Linked DNA regions of Mus musculus: region 1 is linked to region 2. Evidence: chromatin contacts called from public HiChIP or PLAC-seq data. All regions are on one chromosome and are shown on one strand. Each heading gives the region's core, a stretch centred on a gene start, on an enhancer-like site or on the middle of the called end of the contact. The rest is flanking DNA. Distances are from core to core; before and after follow the strand shown.

Region 1 (2,700 bases), core at 58-2,557, 43 kb before region 2:
TGACACAGTTTACCTTCTTACAGCTGAATCCTTACTTCTTGAACGCCGAAGTATGTCTCAGTCTTTAAGATCTTTGTTAATTTGGTTGGCAAAATGATTCTTGGATGTTGTTTTCCTATGCATTTCTTTATAGAAAGGCTGAATTTGCCATTTAAATTTCCTCACTGAAGTCATTCTTAATGCTTTTTGTTTATTTTTGCCTTTTTATTTATTTATTTTTTATTTATAAAAAAGGTAGATACATACTGTATAGCATGAACTAGCCCTGAATATAAAATCCTCCTGCCTCAGCCTTCCTAATGCTGGTATTATAGGCATGTGTCATACTATAGACAGTTTCTATTTTTCTTTTAGAGTATTAGTGTTTTCCTTAGTAATTTAAGTGGGGGTATTTACATATTAAAGATACTGATCATTTATTGATCATCTATACAAACTTCAAAAGTTTTGTTATTCAATCTTGTTTTTAGTGATTTTTTTATAAAAATGAAAACCATTCACATTTAATTGCATTTCAATTTATCTCTTTCATATTTAGAACATACTTTTTTAACCAGAAGACAAATAGTCACCAACACTCAACTATTTTTTTTTAAATTGTAAAACCAGTGTTTTCTTAATAAACTAAAGACGACTCAGACAACAGGAGGAAATATTTACAAATCACACATGATTTGTAACAGAAGGCTTATAATTAGAATGTATATCAGCTTTCAGAGCTGAATGACAAGAAAACAAACTCTTGAAGAATGGCAGAAGATTACAATAGACATTTCACCAGAAAAGATGTATGGGTGGCGAGATATTCAAGATGAAATGCCACAGGTTCAAAGACACTTTGTCAAGGCAGCATGGTGGCACACACCTGGAGTCCTAGAATGCAGGACGGGAAGAAGGAGGATTTCTGTTTGAGTTTGAGGCCAGTCTGGGCTTCATAGTGAGTTCCAGGCCAATCTGCCCTACAGAGACCCTGCCTCGACAACACCAAAATTATCATTAGGGAAATGCAAATTTAAATGGCAAAGAGATACCACCTGCCTGTTTAAATGTCTAAAATAAGGCAAAACCCCAACAGAACTTCGTAATAATTGATGGTGGTAAAAACGCAGAAGATCTGGAACTTGCCGAACACCTTAGCAGAAGTTTTACAGGCTTAATATATCCCGAATATGTGACCCAGAAATCCCCACTTCTAGTTACCTAGGTAGAGAAATGAAAATTTGGCTCTCAAATGTTTATAGCAACGGTACCATAACTTCCCCAAACTGGAAGCAAGCCACCAACCTTCCATGGGCTAGTGGATAAACAAACTGGTTCCTCTATACTGTGGAATATGACCCAACGACAGACCCAACAGGCTGCCAATGTGTGACAGTCAAGATGAGCCCCAAGTGCATTCTACTAAGTGACATGGGCCAATCTCAAAAGTGACCTTCCCTCCTGTAAAGACCTGAAATCTGAGGTGCTCTGAACATTGACGTGTTGGATGTCACAAGGGAAAAATTCAATATCTGACCCTGTATGACAAGTCAGAGCTGAAGTTTAAGTGCGCTTAAGATGCTGTGTAGAATTCCCTTCAGGCTATGTGCTTAAACACATTTTGTGTTTACAATTGGTTTCATTTTAAGATGTCTCATGATATTTAGGAAAGTCTTCCCAAATCGCAACAATTCAGAAATCTGAAATACTTCCCATCACAACATGGCGGCTAAGGGACAGTCAACCTACAGTCACATGTATATGACATTTCAGAAGGAAGAAACTATAGAGAGAACTAATCTATGGTTGCCAGGGCTTAGGATGGGGGGATATGCCACTATAACAAGGCAGCATTGGGGTTAATGGGGCTCTTCTGACTTTGGTTGTGTTTGCACATAATCTATACAAGCTAAAAGTTAAGAACCAAACAATGGGATTTTTTTTTGTGTGGATATAGATTAAAAAGAAAAATTAGCAATTTTTTTTAGATTTATTTAGATTAAAAATAAGAAATGTGCTTTGACATGGTGCTCACCTTTATAATTTCAGCATCAGTAAGCCCAGGCACCATGATTAGAAGTTTGAGGCTAGCCAAGGTTAGATAGTAAATTCCTATCTCTGGGTATGTGTGATATATGCCTTTCTAATTCGTGGCCCATTTTCTCAATACCATTTATTAGTGTGATTGATTGTATATTCTTTCTGGCTTTTTTTGTTGTTGTTGTTGTTTTATTTTTTTGAGATACAGTTTCTCTGTGTGTATCACTGGCCATCCTCGAGCTCACGCTGTGGACTAAGCTGGCCTTGATTAGTCTGTCTCTTCCTCCCCGGGTACTGAGATTAAACTCGTGCACCACCACTGCCTGGTTAACGTAACTGTGTATTTTACACTTTTCTCCTGTCCTCTATTTACAGGCATGGTTGGCTTTGTCCTTAATCTTAAGGGAGAGGTGTGGCAGGGTAAACATGGCGAGTAATGTTTTTCTGCTTCCAAAAGCCAGGCTCAAAACTTCGAGTAGATCTGAAGCAAAGGCAAGTTATCTAACTGCACATATAAATGGAGTTGGGTTCCCCAATCTTAGACAAAGAGTCCTCCCTTAGATATGACATAAGGGTGATAGAGCGCTGAGAATATAGCTCTATAGTAGAGCATTCCATACCATGTGCCAGGCACTGGATTTGAAACCCAGTACCATTAAAAACCAAGGTTGATGAGAGCAT
Region 2 (2,700 bases), core at 12-2,511:
CAGCATTTCTGTGGGGACTGTAGTGATGTCCTTGCATTCCCAAGAGCAGGAATTTGCATCTCCTTCAGTTAGTTTTTCTTGACAGTGACAGTGCTACAGGTTGTTCCTTGGTTTTTTTAGATTTTTTTTTCCCTATTGCTTTTGTTTTTGATTTCATCTTTTTTTGTTTTTTTGTTTTTTCAAGACAGGGTTTCTCTGTGTAGCCCTGGCTGTCCTGGAACTCACTTTGTAGACCAGGCTGGCCTCGAATTCAGAAATCCTCCTGCCTCTGCCTCCCGAGTGCTGAGATTAAAAGTGTGCACCACCACGCCCGGTTAATTTCATCTTTTCTTGTTTCCTCTCTCCCCCTCCGTGTGTTTTGAGATTATTTCGCTCTTCTCCCTCTAAGCTTCTGAAGCAAGAATTCATACAGATGACGGAGTGTTCCCTCTTGTGAAACCACATAGAGGTGTAGAGAGTCTCCTCCTATCAGTGATCAGTCTTGGCGTTTTGCCTATAGGATGCAGATTTTCAGAGGCTTCTCTTCTGTCCGTGTCTTTTGGTATTCTGTGTTGCCAGCTCCTTCAGCTCCAACCCTGGGATATACAAGGCAAAAGGCCATCCCAGAGAACTCACCATCATGCCTGTCCTTGGATCTAAGGACTTGGTCCTTCTCTTGGTTTCCAGAGTTATATTAGTCATCATATCCAGAGTTCTTAGTTGTATTTAGAAAGAATACAGGTGGAAATACAACCATGATGTGGTCTCAAGGGCCAAATTCTTACATTTCTCCAACATCCATTTCTGCTCTTCCTAGATACCTGTTATAACTACTGGTGATCAAAGAGAGGCCTCCGTCCCCAAAGTGCTTGCTGTGCAATCCTGAGGCCCTGAGTAGGTTTCCCAGAACACGCATACGAAAGTCAGACATAATGTTTTGTACTTGTAATATTGGTCCAGAGGGAATGGAGACAGGCAGATACTTGGGGCTCAGTCAGCTTAACTTACTGGGTGAGTTCAAAATTCCAGTGAAAAACCTTGTCTCAAAAAATAAAATGTATAATACCTTAGAAATGACACTTGAGGTTGACTTCTGGCTTTCACACACACACACACACACACACACACACACACGTAATTGGTCAGTCTTACAAAAATACTGGAAACAACCCACTTCATAATAATATATGAAATATAATAAGTGAATAATGTGTAAAAGGTGCTGAAGTTCTGTGTCCAGTGTCATGCTGAAAAATGCCAAAGGATTCTACAGAGCCACAGGCAAGATGCCTATAGTATCTTGTGGTCAGTCAAAAAGAATTTCACTAGTGTTGCTCATCTCAAAAGACCATCTCTGAAAGGATAAAGCATTCCATTCCAGGTTTAAAACAAAAACAAAAACACCTCACAAACAGCTCACCTTCACTGTCACAACACTCCAGGATGGACGGATCCTCCCGAATGACGGAGGTCAGAGAGTTGACATCTCCATTCGATGCTGCCTGATACACCATTGCCAGGTCGACTTCTTCAGATGAGTCACCTGCATGAACCAGACACTCTGTTAATATGTAGAGTACGTTCACTCAAAGAATACCACAAGACCAGATTGTCACCCACACAAGTGAGTCACTAAACCTCCCTCCCCAGTGAATCCAGGCAGAGGCTGAGTCAGCTTAGTCACATACTCCTTTCTGGAAAAGACACTTCTGAAGAAAAGTGGGCCACTCTAGGTCATTTGCAACGCCACCACGTGTTGGCAAGGAGCCTTGGGATTAGGCACTCTTTGCATGTCATGACTCTTTGGGCATGCTGGTTTCCCAAAATTAGAGAGACCAGCAAGGGAAGAAGGCCAGTGTCTTGGCTTCAATCTATTCTTCAAGACCCAAAGCATGCTACAGTCTTCTCTTTTGCTTGTTTCCTGTTTAGAGTCAAGTTCTCGTGTAGCCCAGGTTAGCCTTGAGTATTCTATATAGCCGAGGCTGATCTTGGATTGCTGATTCTCTTACATCCACCCCTTGCATTTGCAGATGTGGGCTGCTATGCCTGATTCTATGCAATTGTTGGGCATTGAAGGCATGTGCTTTCTAGGTAAGCCCTCTACCAACTGAACTACATCCATGGACGCATGACCTGTCTTCTTAGTACCTCAGTTCATCCATCTTTGGGAAAAGCATTATGCTCCTCCCTCTCTCTCCTCCAGAGATGTTCTGCACCTTCATCTGTGATGACTGTATCTCCAGATGCCTTTATCCTGCATGGGAGGATACATGGGAGGGAGGCACTGAAGACTGGGAAGGGAGAAGATGGGGCTCTCCCTCCCTTGCTTGGCATCCAGCAGTAGCTGCCTCCTTCCCACCAGGAGCTTTCCCTATGCAGAACTAGCTCTCATGTGGCCCCCCTCATAACCTGCCCACCACTGTTGTCCTGCAATTGAAAGGAGAGCCATACCTTTTCATTGGTGCTCATCTACTGCATTTATATTGGCTTCTCATGCCTCATTTTGCATACCCCCCCCCCAATTAAAACCTGTTCAGTTTCAAACACCTGGGTTTGTAAAGATGCTATTTCTAGAAGAACTAAGGTTGTACGAAACTGCTTTGAATGAGGGAGCCAACTGTTTACTGTGCCTTTGTGAAGAATTGATCCAACAGGTCTTACTGCCAAGGATGACAACAGACTGTGGTCAGGTGACTGCAGGAATGCACAGAGATGGTTAAG

The links. HiChIP or PLAC-seq counts read pairs in DNA pulled down with a chosen protein or histone mark.
Region 1: a contact with region 2 is called in an H3K4me3 HiChIP or PLAC-seq map of bone marrow-derived macrophages, with 3 times the contacts expected there. The contact joins two enhancer-like sites. A contact is called at or near these places in 1 of 15 datasets of contacts at CTCF or cohesin (CD8 T cells), 21 of 484 Hi-C or Micro-C datasets (the AML12 cell line, B cells, CD4 T cells and 13 more), 6 of 115 datasets of contacts at active chromatin or transcription factors (CD8 T cells, bone marrow-derived dendritic cells, bone marrow-derived macrophages and 3 more) and 2 of 9 other capture datasets (adipose tissue and pancreatic islet).

What each region holds. Positions count from the first base shown.
Region 1 is chr13:112,360,403-112,363,102 of GRCm38.p6, reverse strand. The region is part of intron 7 of Ankrd55 (ankyrin repeat domain 55); the gene reads right to left. All of the region lies in intron 1 of Gm48837 (a long non-coding RNA gene), which reads left to right. Among named protein-coding and RNA genes, the nearest start is that of Gm48837, 2.9 kb to the left of the region's middle. Within about 2 kb of position 1,307, at least 13 of the 459 cell types and tissues checked have an H3K27ac peak or open chromatin away from gene starts, as enhancers often do. A contact at or near this core is called in bone marrow-derived macrophages, where this site is marked.
Region 2 is chr13:112,317,247-112,319,946 of GRCm38.p6, reverse strand. It overlaps Ankrd55 (ankyrin repeat domain 55), which reads right to left. Exons shown (of 11, transcript NM_029898.3): 2 at 1,400-1,522. Among named protein-coding and RNA genes, the nearest start is that of Ankrd55, 30 kb to the right of the region's middle. Within about 2 kb of position 1,261, at least 58 of the 459 cell types and tissues checked have an H3K27ac peak or open chromatin away from gene starts, as enhancers often do. A contact at or near this core is called in bone marrow-derived macrophages, where this site is marked.